Regions from separate parts of the Zea mays genome. Here regions 2 and 3 are each linked to region 1. Evidence: chromatin contacts called from public Hi-C data. All regions are on one chromosome and are shown on one strand. Each heading gives the region's core, a stretch centred on a gene start, on an enhancer-like site or on the middle of the called end of the contact. The rest is flanking DNA. Distances are from core to core; before and after follow the strand shown.

Evidence for each region. Hi-C and Micro-C count contacts between places; a contact is called where the count stands out from the background.
Region 2: a Hi-C map of leaf shows a contact between it and region 1, with 6 times the contacts expected there. The contact joins the promoter of LOC103647708 here to the promoter of LOC100240694 in region 1. A contact is called at or near these places in 3 of 25 Hi-C or Micro-C datasets (ear, leaf and tassel) and 1 of 3 datasets of contacts at active chromatin or transcription factors (leaf).
Region 3: a Hi-C map of leaf shows a contact between it and region 1, with 7 times the contacts expected there. The contact joins the promoter of LOC542226 here to the promoter of LOC100240694 in region 1. A contact is called at or near these places in 4 of 25 Hi-C or Micro-C datasets (ear, leaf and tassel).

The regions. Positions count from the first base shown.
Region 1 is chr2:209,391,938-209,395,809 of Zm-B73-REFERENCE-NAM-5.0, forward strand. LOC100240694 reads right to left here and starts at 1,795. Exons shown (of 6, transcript NM_001144020.2): 1 at 1,691-1,795; 2 at 1,514-1,557; 3 at 518-573; 4 at 385-437; 5 at 93-211; 6 at 1-5. The coding sequence starts at 1,550.
Region 2 is chr2:209,559,844-209,563,772 of Zm-B73-REFERENCE-NAM-5.0, forward strand. It overlaps LOC103647708 (putative aconitate hydratase, cytoplasmic), which reads left to right and starts at 1,803. Exons shown (of 20, transcript XM_008672222.4): 1 at 1,803-2,185; 2 at 2,589-2,696; 3 at 2,810-2,970; 4 at 3,055-3,147; 5 at 3,262-3,447; 6 at 3,561-3,722; 7 at 3,829-3,929. The coding sequence starts at 1,948.
Region 3 is chr2:209,614,659-209,618,779 of Zm-B73-REFERENCE-NAM-5.0, forward strand. LOC542226 (calcium-dependent protein kinase) reads right to left here and starts at 2,530. Exons shown (of 9, transcript NM_001111836.1): 1 at 2,198-2,530; 2 at 1,156-1,952; 3 at 70-213. The coding sequence starts at 1,867.

The sequences.
Region 1 (3,872 bases), core at 545-3,044:
AGAGGCTGCCACAAGAGAGTATTAGAAAATTAGAACATAACAACGCAGGAGGAGCAATGATGAATGGATAGCGATATTTATTCAATTTATACCAGTTGGTGGCAAGGTGTTCTTCACAAAGACAAAGATGGCCTTCTCTGGGCTCAGCTTGATTCTCTTCCTCACCACATAGACAAACTGGCCGACAGTGAGATCAGCAGGGACAAGGTACCTGCAGGTGTTAACAAATATGGATCAATGTTAATGAGAATAGTTAAAATCCAAAAGGTGTTATATCATCTGAATATGATCAGCATGCAGATTATTGTTCCACACGAAGAGATTTTAAGCAAACATAGCAAAAACTACCAGAAGAACATAGGAGAAATCTAGATGACAACTTACTTCTTCTTATCAATCTCGGGGACATCAGTTTTGCCAGCTTTCTCAACAATCACCTGAAAACATTTATGACAAAATCAGCAATCAAGCACGCATGCAGAAAAAATGCATGTAAAAATTGCTGAACATGTCTTACAGGAATTCTGTCGGGATACTTATCCCTGATCCTGGCAGATTCGGACTGCCTTTTCTCTGTAATAGTAAATAAGGTTCAAAAGTCTAGTTAAGAGAAGGGGAAGATATTGCACAAAAAAGATGTAAACAATTTGAGGCTGACACACACAGCTACAATCAACTACGTATACAAATAGGAGCAAAGTATCCTATGAATTCTTCCTGGTTAGGAGGTGGAGCCACATGTTGAAACCAGTACATTCAATCCAAGAACCAATGCACGTAAACTAGAATCAAAAGAAAATGCAGACCATATATTATACATAATAATATAAATTAGTCATGTAAATCAAATGCCAAAACATGAAGATGGCACCATCTGCAATCCCATGGAAGTATGAACAAACTAATAGTCCATTAACCAAGTCCTTAATACAACTAAGAACACTATTAATTCTTGCCAAAAAGAATATTGTTCCTAGAAATAACAGATGCACAAGAGCCATACATCACAACAGTACTTTCAAAAACAAAACTAAAGCTACCAGGTTGATCCAAACTACATAGTTTTTGGCACATTAAGAATAGATGGATGGATAACTATGCAAAAGTTCTTTAAAAAGAACAGAGGGAACACTCTGCCCAAAAGTTTAGCAAATTACATGATAAATGATAACACAAACTGAAGTACGCCAGAATTCAAATCATGGTCTGTCCCTAACAGGTCCAGATAGAAACAGGTTTACGAAAGACCAAATTAGCAGACTGTGTCAGAACAGAGCACATAGAAGCAGAGTAACCTAAACCATAGTAGCCGACTAGCCGCATACATAACATCTAAAACCACCAACCATAAAACTTAGGAAAGCAACACAGACAAGAAACAAACCTACCATCAAGTCATCATCAAGTTCAATTCAATATATGAACATTTATACCGATCAACCACAGGCAAGAGGCCTAATTCCGGACCACGAAATTAACAGCAAACGAGACAAGAGAGTAGAAGCAAACCAACCGAGGTCGTGCTCCATTTTGAAAGAGGTCCTGGCCATCGACAACCTGCGCAAGTCAACGACAAAGATGAGATCGATCCAAGGATAGCATCAGAGACAAACTAAACTGTAGTAAAACCCGCCGAATTATCGCGAGCTCCGGCAGCTATTTTTGGGGGAAAATCGGTCGAGAGGATCACCGGACGACGAGGTACGATCAATGGAGCCGATCGGGTCGAGGGGTTGGCGAAATCGACGGGGCAAGCCGATCGGCGGAAGCTGAGCGAAGTCGCGGGTAGGGGTAGGGTTCGGTGGGGATGGCGTGTCGCCCTTATTTATTATGGCCTCTATTGCGAGGCTTTTACTCAAAAGCCCCGGAGCTACGGTTGTATTGCGTAAGCAGCTCCTCTTTTGCAACGCTTCCGCCTCACCACAACATCGCCCCCCTCTCCATGGCATGCGGAGCAGTTGCAGCACTGTACCTAGAGTCCTAGACGCCTCACCATCTGCAAACACGTACGGGTACGGTTGGCGCCTCACGCAGCCACTGTTCGCTGCGCCGGCCGGTCACCGACTGTATGTGCTCATGTGACGCTCAGCAGACGCGCCTCCTCGCTGGCCATGCCCGACGAGCTAGCAGCGCTAGCTGATGCCTTAGCAAAAAACAATGTCCCACGCGTGCGCTTGTGATCGCCCCCATGGAGAGGAATGCAACAAGCGAGAGCTGCTTTCAGGAATATCCACAACATTTCCAACATGCAAAGCACTGAATATAAAGGGAGCCTCTGAACTGGATTTAGAGAGCAACCCCCATCGTCCATCTCAGTAATCTGAATCGTGCGATGTCCTGTACATGTCCAATGGGTCGTGTCGGGCCATATATGGTTTGAACGGTTGCTTCAAGTTCCTTGGTCTCTTTCTCCACAATGTGCTGACTATGCATGTCGACTAACCCCCAATCCTTTATGCAGGACAATACTTCAACCATATCCGGATTAGTCGTTGTCATCGTTCCTCAAGCACCCTACCAGCTAGACTAAAAGTAGACACTTATGATATAGTAGAGGAAGACACGGTTAGAATATCTTTAGCAAGTATAGAAAGCACATGATAGGTCACCTTGTGCCACTGCCACCAATTTAAAAGATGGAAGTCATAGTCAAATTGAGTGACAGTGACACTATCTAAGTACGAATACAACTTAGATATAGCAGCAACAGTAGATGATACATGATTACCTATTGTCCTTCCAGCTTATCCGTAGGAGATGAGTCAATGATATCATCTCCATATATATAATTTCATGCCTCTGTAGCCTTACCTACATTACCTGCTGACATATGATGTTGTGCACTTAAGCGCACATCACCAAACTTCATTTCATATATCTAGAATATCTTAGTTAACTTCATGCGAACAATACTAGGAACCATGGAATAATCAACGTCAGCTAGTCCAGACAATCTCATAAGAAGCTTATTGAACCCCATCATTTTAGCTCTAGGATTCAATACAAAAGCAAATGAATATATAATTGGTAGGTTCCTATAGTATTTTAAAAACTTTGTTTTCATAGGAACAACAATATCTCTTAGTAGTTCATCATTCTCAAAAGCGGTTAGATGCCTAGCAATTTTAAGTATATGATGTAGCATTAAAGGTGAAGTGGGGTAATAAACTTCAGACAAAGCAACAGTTGTATCATAGAATAGCCCAAGAAAGGATTTGATATTTTAGCAACAACCCAATGTCATCAGTTAACAAAAAAGAGCCACCCCCTTAGGTGGATGATTAGTTTGGATGTACACAGAAAAGGTGATTCGATAAGGAACCAAATGATTAAGCATCAAGTAAGTAGAGTTCCACCCAACATCCATGTCTACACCAAATTTGCAAGGAGGAACATCAAGACTCAAACAATAGCTTTTGAAAGTAGCAATACGCTGCTTTGAAGCATTCAAGAAAGTAACAACTGTTCTAAAATCATCAAGATAATGATTTAGACGTTTCAAACCAGATTTAACAATAAGATTAACAATGTGGCAATTACAACGCTGATGCAAGAAAATAGTAGCCAGGTCATCATCATCATCATCAAGAGGTATTAAATGACCAATGTAAGCAGAAAAGATATGTTTTAGGATAGCCAGTGTAGTTTTATTAGATGAGGCATTGTCTAGAACAATAGAAAATATTTTATCAGCAATGTCGTAATCATCCACAACCATGGCAATTCTATCAACAATGTTCCTGCTAGTACTACGTTCTACTTCAATTGGTTTTAAACCAAGCAACCTCTTTTCTAACTCCCCATTAGAATTGACAATATGAGCAACCACGCTAATGTAATCCTCTTTAGCTTTACCAGACCATATATCACTA
Region 2 (3,929 bases), core at 553-3,052, 170 kb after region 1:
ACTTGTGGGTTGCTATGCGAGAACCTAGAGCCCAGTTCCTCGTGTTGTGATGAGAACGTATGACTAAAAAGTCATAGACGTAGACATTTTGAGCAATGGGATTTGCTCCCCACTAAGCAAAGTCATCATTGAGATTTGCTTCCTACTCTATCTTTTTTCTGGTTTCAGTCGTCGTCCTCTTTGCAAAAAAAGTCCTTATACTTCTTTCTGATCTAACATGCGGTCCATCGTCGTCGTGCGTCATTAAGTAACGTGGGTCATCACCTTCTAGATGGACTGTGAGAAAACACCCAAGCCCAACACGACACGAAGCCACACGTAGCGCAACACTCACATATAGTACCACCTCACTAGATGAAGGAGGACGAGCGACCGAGTTAGCTATAGAAAGGCCAGGCCTCCTTTTGAACTCATACCTTTCTCGGACTTTTGGCTAATATAAAGTGCAATATCTGAAGCTTAATATTTGGTATGTGGGTCATGTAGCCACTTTAATTTTAAATTTTATTCTTGTAGGGATGGACCATCACACTGGCTTATCATTGGGTCTTCGTTGTCGTACATACGATGCATTGTATCATCTATATTTGTACCACTATATAATCCATCAGTTTAAACTTTGCAGAACCCACCCAACTAATTCACCTCTAGACCCGTAACCTCCACTAAATCCACCAAAAAATTACACCGAGACTTAACACACAATCAAAACCAACGATTTAGATCACTAGATAACCCTCCCTCTTACTCATTAAATTCAATAGACAATATTATTTAGATCACCCGTCACCCTTTCCCTCTTCCTCCCCAGGACTCCACCGTCTTCCCTCTTCCTTAGTGGCGGACAATTTTTTTACCTTAAATCGTGTACTGATCTGTATCGTACCGAACCGAATTTTTGGTTTTTCGGTCCAGTTTCAGTTTTTTATCAAAGAAGTTCGATGTTCATTATCGTAATAGTTTTTCACCGTAATTGAACCGAAATACAAAATAACACCAAACTTTATCAATTATGAAATTTGACTATTTGATTATGTGAACTAAACATGTGATGCAATTAAATTGTTATCCACTTATTTGTATGTGATGTATGATATATCTTTAAATCTTTGTACCTATATATTTTTACTTTGTAAAATTATGTGTAATCTACCATGTAAACTCGTTGTATGTGTTGTCTTTAGTATAAGGTGTTCAATTTTTACCAAAAAATCAAAGTAAAAAACCGAAACATAACTTCTCGGTTTATCATTTTCTAGGAAACCGATCGGTTCCTATTTTTTAGAAAACCAAAGTTTTTTAAAATCGAAAAATTAAACCGAAGTTAAAAAAAGGGTTTTTTAAGCTGGTGCCTCTAGTTTTGCTGGTGTCCTCGGTTTTACCCTTAGTCGTGTTTTTTTGCTCGGTTTTGCTCTTCTACCCTATAGCATTAGAAGGGTAAAACTAAACGAAAAACACAATTAAAGGTAAAAATAAGGATACCAGTAAAACTGAGGACAGCAGTTTAAAAACCTGAATGTCTAGCTCTGCTCTTTTTCGTTGCTCTCTCTCTTCCCTTCTGCGGGATCGTAACGTTAGTATGAGTTATATGCTAATTAAATATAATTAGTGTGACACACATTATAACGTAGAATATATAAAATAGAAATGTCCGTGTGAGAGAAGAAATGTAAATAAAAAAACTAAAAACTGACACTTCACTTACTAGTTTCTTTCTCGTGGTGGCGGCAGGGGTGTCTGACAGTCTGACACGCGCGCCTACGAAGTATCCAGAGGTGCCTCCTACCTGGCTACCTGTCCGCTGCCGGTGGGGCCGCGCACCTTCTCGCGCGCGGACGCGGCTGGCGGTTCGAGTTCCCTCCAAAGCAGCCTTCCTTTCGGCGGGGGCAGCTCGCAGCTCGCTCCCCCTCTTCTTTATCACTCGCCAATCGCCGCAGCGCAGCGAAGATGCACAGAGCGGCCGCCTCACCGCTCCGACACAGCCTCCGCCGCCTCTCCTCCTGCTCCGCGGCTACCCCTCTCGTTTGGGCTGCCCGCTTCTTCGTGCCCTGCTCCGAGAGTCGTCTCCCCGCGTTCACCTCGTCTCGCTTCCTCCGGTCGGCGGCGGCTGCGCCGTGCCGGTGTTGCTCAGGCGCTGCGATCACCGAGCGGCCTGCGTCTGCGTGGCGCGGAGTCGCCACCATGGGTAATGCTCCTCAGTACCCTCTTTTCTTACCAAAAAAAACAGTGTTATTGAACGTTTAAAAGAAGGAATAATTATACCATTAAAATATTGCAACTTTAGATATATACCATGGACTCCACAAGCGCTAGTACCATTTTTAAGAATCGCGAGGTGTACGACGTTGTTCAGCATTCGCAAGGTTTGTATTTCGGGTAGCTCGGAGATTTGAAGTTGCACAGATCCATGCCCTTGCTGTTAATTTGGCGGCCGATCAAGTAGTTCCAAGCAGTCAAATGTCTCTGATCATGTCACTCTTTAATAAATTCTAGATCTTTATGGTTTTGAACTCCTAATGGTCGTTGCTTTGTGGTTTCATTACCACTCTTTAATGGAGTATTGATCTCCGTATGTGTCCTTGCTGCAGCCGATGGTAGTAGCCGCTTCGGGCATGTCCTCACAAGCCTCCCAAAGCCCGGTGGTGGAGAGTACGGGAAGTACTATAGCTTACCAGCCCTGAATGATCGTAGGATAGGTAAGCTCTTCTTATCTGATCAGAAATGTTTGCGATGTTTATAGAAGATCCTGTAGGACATACGTCATACCAAACCTTACAATTTGTAATTCATTTATGCATTCCGTTTTCAGAAAGATTGCCATACTCTATCCGGTATCTACTGGAGTCAGCCATCCGCAACTGTGACGGTTTTCAGATTACAGAGAAGGATGTCGAAAATATCATTGACTGGGAGAATACCGCTCCCAAGCTAGTGGAGATACCCTTCAAGCCTGCCCGTGTGCTTCTGCAGGTGTGGAAATGAACCGACTTCATTCTTCGCTTCATGTGGTGTAAAATAATTATTCATTTTCTCTCTCTCTCTCTCTCTCTGAAGGATTTTACCGGTGTCCCAGCTATCGTTGATCTTGCAAGCATGCGTGATGCTATGGCCCGACTGGGTGATGATCCTGGAAAGATTGATCCCCTGGTAGGCAGCACTCAATACAGTGAGACACATTAGAATCATCATGTAAGGATAGTCATGCCACTGATCATCTTCTAATATTTCTCAACTTCTCGCCTTTTTGCTATTCGCTTGCAGATTCCAGTGGATCTAGTCATTGATCATTCGGTACAAGCTGATGTGGTAAGATCAGAGAATGCCCTCCAAGCTAATATGCAGCGCGAATTCGATAGGAACAAGGAGCGCTTCGCTTTCCTTCGGTGGGGCTCTGTGGCATTCAATAATATGCTTATTGTTCCACCAGGTTCAGGAATTGTTCATCAGGTGCAGTTTGTTTTTTTCTAGGCCGAACAGTTCACATTCCTAAATTTTTGTACACCTTAATTTGCATTATGCTTCTTGAGTTTCATTTGATGCTTTTTAACCCTTTCTTTCAGGTGAATCTTGAATATCTTGGACGAGTTGTTTTCAATACCGATGGCATTTTATATCTTGATAGCGTGCTGGGAACAGATTCTCACACTACTATGATTGATGGAATGGGGGTTGCAGGCTGGGGTGTTGGGGGAATTGAAGCAGAAGCAACAATGCTTGGTCAGGTAATAAAACAGATATCTTCATTCTTTGTACAAATGAACATATTCTATTTGCATGTGAACCTTTATTTTGATTTTTTTCTGATGCAATATTTTTCTTAATGGACAGCCAATGAGCATGGTCTTGCCCAGTGTAGTTGGATTTAAACTGTCAGGGAAATTGCGTGATGGTGTTACTGCAACCGATCTAGTATTGACAGTGACACATAT
Region 3 (4,121 bases), core at 1,280-3,779, 220 kb after region 1:
AAGATGATGTTGCTGCTTAATAGTATACATTAATTCAAGAGTTGAAGTGGTTCTTAGATGTCATCATACCAGCCCAAAATGGAGGCACACCACTGAGAAGAATGTACAAAATAACACCTGCGCTCCAAACATCTATCTCTTTTCCATAGCTCCGCTTAAGGACTTCAGGCGCAACATAATAAGCACTTCCAACGATGTCCCTGTACATCTTTCCTGTTATGCAGTGCAGAGATAAAAAGATCTCAAATCTGGAAATTTAGGATCGAATCTTATGGTATCAATCACTAACAGTTTCTGACAGCAAGTTCTCTTTGATTAGGAATCATAGAGAAAAAACAAATGCTGGGACGACTGATGAAAATGTATGAGGAAAAAACAGAACAGTTTGCCTCCCTAAAATAAGCAATTGCTATATATTCTGCAATTGTTATTACCATCCACAACAAATTAATATATACCTCAGATATATGAATCGCCACTACAAGGGCAATAAAATGATAAAGCATTTCATATCTTAATGTGATTGTGATCGGGCTTCAAACCAGTCAAACATAAAAAAGCCATTGAGCTATTACTAGTGGTTTCCCACTACTAACTGACATAGAAATAGCTGCTAATAATTAGATCCTTTGGATCCAAACGGGTCCAGCTAGTAGTCTAGCTAATTGTTAGTTGAATAACCAACTATTAACTATGTCACTAGTTTGGCGAATAGTTAGCTAGCTAGTATTAGCTATGAGCTAGTAGCTAGCTAACTATTAGCAGATAATGGATTCAAATAGGGCCTAACTGACATAGAAACAGCTGTACTGTTTTCAGTGCTTTTCCCTCAAACTGAACACGGTATCGATCACCAGTTTTTGGCTGGTTCTCTATGAAGATAGGCAGGAGCAAAAGTTTTTCAAGTTACTAAAATTATTATGGCATGTTATACAGTATACACTTTGCAGGGGGAAATTGCCTGAACATGTCCCAAATGGCTTGGATTAAGAAGCACCATACGTTCCCATTACCCAAAATCAGATTATACATGACATACTAACGTCGTGAATCTGAACAGATCAAAGTTAAAAAAATATGGCTAACAACTGTTATTTATATTATTAAGCTAAAAATGCAATTCCAAATGTCCACAGAGCATAATATTCTCATTACCTTCTTCGATGAAGACGGAAAGCCCAAAATCAGTGGCCTTGAGCATTGCATTCTCCTCCTTGCTCGCAAGCAAGAAGTTCTCCGGTTTCAGGTCACGGTGCATCACACCCATGAAGTGGCAAATGTTGACAACATTCACAACTGCTCTGCAGATTGTAGCAGCTGCACGCTCTGTGTAGTGCCCCTTGGCAATGATGCGATCGAAGAGCTCCCCACCTGCGCAGAGCTCCATCACCACATGGACATTGCTCTTGTCCTCGTATGCTCCCCGGAACTCAACAATGTTTGGCTGTCCAGACAGATGCTGCATGATCTGGATCTCTCTTCGAATGTCCTCCCTGTCTGCCTTGCTGGTAAGCTTGCGCTTGGAGATGGACTTGCAGGCGTACTGCTTACCAGAGGCAACCTCTGTGCAGAGGTATGTCACCCCGAACTGGCCCCGGCCAAGCTCCTTTCCGAGGGAGTAGACAGAGCGCACGTCCTCGTACTGTTTGCCAAGAATCGTGTCCGCCGTGGGCTTCGGTGGCACAGGCACAGGTGGGACTACCGGAGGGTTCGTCGCCGGCGGCGTGTACCTCACCTCGGCCGGCTGCTGAGGAGGGTTGTAACTCGAAGGTGTTTGCGCTGGCTTTGCCTGGTTAGAATAGCCATAACCATTGGTGCCTCCCCGTCCAGAGTCCGGGGCGGGAGCTCTGCTACAACACTGCCCCATTTCTCTAGTCAAATTATTCCTTCCAGCTCTAAGCCTGCAGCCCAACTGATGCGTCGATGAGACAAATCAAGAGCGAGAGCTGAACCTGGAGGGAAAACCCCAAGGAGTACAACGCTTGTGTCAAAACAAAGCAAGCCAAGCAGGAACGTTTATATTGGAATTCACAAGGCCATGATTCAAGACACGGTATTCGACACTGGATCTGCAAGCAAAATTCAGACAACAGGACGAAAGAAACAACTCTAATCCCCAAACAGAGCCACATCATAACATGCCTCGGATCCAGGAAGGAAGAGACGCTGTATAGTGAAAGAAGAATAAGGTTCCAACCTCAGAGCCCGCAAAGGAACCGCCTCTCTATCGATCCAGAACTGAAGAACTCGGAGCTTTCTTTTCAGCAAGAAGCGCCGCGGAAGCTCAGGAATCGGGTGCGAAACAAATCTTGGAGTTGGAGGGAGGACGGAGCAAGAACAGCTCGGCGAGGCCACCGCGGGGAGTGGATTGGAGGTGGTGGCCACCGCAATTGGCGCCCCGCCTCGATCGTGACAGCGACTAATCCACACGGGGTCTGAAACTAAAGATCTCGCGGGCGAATTTTCTCAAAGAAAAAGGGGGAAGAAACGGCGACGGCGCGTTTTTGAGAAAAGCCTCTCAAGCTTTGCTTTGCTGTCAGCTCGTTGTAGTTGCATTGCTTTACCGGAAGGTAAGGCAAATGGAGTGGTAGTTTTGCGAAATAGCCCTCTTATTGTTTTCTATATTAGTTAAGGATCCACGTGTCTGATTACACAATCACAGCTGAGCCCATCTTCAAATTATTTCAATGAACAAAACAAGAATGTGTCATATATCACTGAGCACTTAAAAAGTTGAGCTAAGGAGCCGAGAGATCTTGAGAAGAAAACGACCGTATACGATTGGTTATCGATGATATGTTATTTATTACTAAAAATAGTGTTATTAAATTCTACAATAAATCCAAAAGGCATGAATATGTACATAGAATTGAGAATTAAAAGGAATTCCATTCTATAGGGATTAGATAAGCCTAATGAGTTGGTCTTCAACAATTCGTCGTTCTGTCAATTAATTATGCGACAATGGTGACAATATTAGTAGATTACCACTCGGAACATTTCACAGAAGGGTCGGAGCTATATTCATAGCAGGGGGTGCCTCACCAACAATTTTAAAAAATAGTAACAAGAACTATTTTTCACTATATTGAACCCCACATGTCATAAAACCTTACACCTTGGTTGGATGTTTTATGATTATAAAAATCTAGAAAGTTGTCCGCGCCTATAGAAGGACATACCTTGGTTGTTGCCAAGGCGCGCTCAGGAGACTGACTTCCTCGCCCATAATAGAGGGACCGTTGCTCTAGGGACCCATGACCGAGAGACCTCTCTTAGCCTCAACCGAAGAAGAGCCACAAGCGTGAGTCAGTTTGTACAAACTATCCTCTAAACTAAGTTTTTTAGACCACATACCATGGCATACAAGCATAAACCCTCAATCTCATGTCCTAGGATGTCTGATGGTATAAAACATCGAGGCCTTCTATGCACCAGAGGCTATATAAGCCCCTAGGACCTCTCACGCCCTGAGGTGTTTAGCGGTATAAGTCCTCAGGACCCCTCGCGTATAGAGGCAACTGATGGTGTAAGCTTTCGAGGCCACTCATACCCCAAGGTAGTGTGGAGCATGCTCAGTGTAAAACTGGCCCCAAACACATGCTACGCATGGATGTTCGTGACCCTGGTGGAGGCCTATGCCTTTCGAGGTTTGGAGATCTCCTGGAGGAGTAAAGGAATCTGGCCGACAGCCTAACCCTGTCTTAGGGATGAAAGGGAGTGGCAGGTCCAACATGGGTAGTATGACCTTCGGTCATAGGCCCCACATCTATAATTCCTGAAATTGTCCCATATCGATTTGTTTAAGGAATGGGCTAGATCATCATCTTCTCACTAATCACTATTTTTGTTTGGTTTGTGGAATAGAATAAGTTGATCTATCACCATCTCATTCCTCATAGTTAATTAGTTAGTACTAATATGAGGAATAAAGTTATCTCACTAAATTTGAGGAATGAACTCATGATGCACCACCTTAATTTAGATGGAGTGGTTTCTCAAACCAACACCCTATAAATGACTCACTAACTTATTCAATTTTCTCATAGTTCTCTCGTATTGATTGTCGTTCCCGAATTTTCTAATCCAGGAACGAGTTTCAGCGGTCAAATAAGTTATTG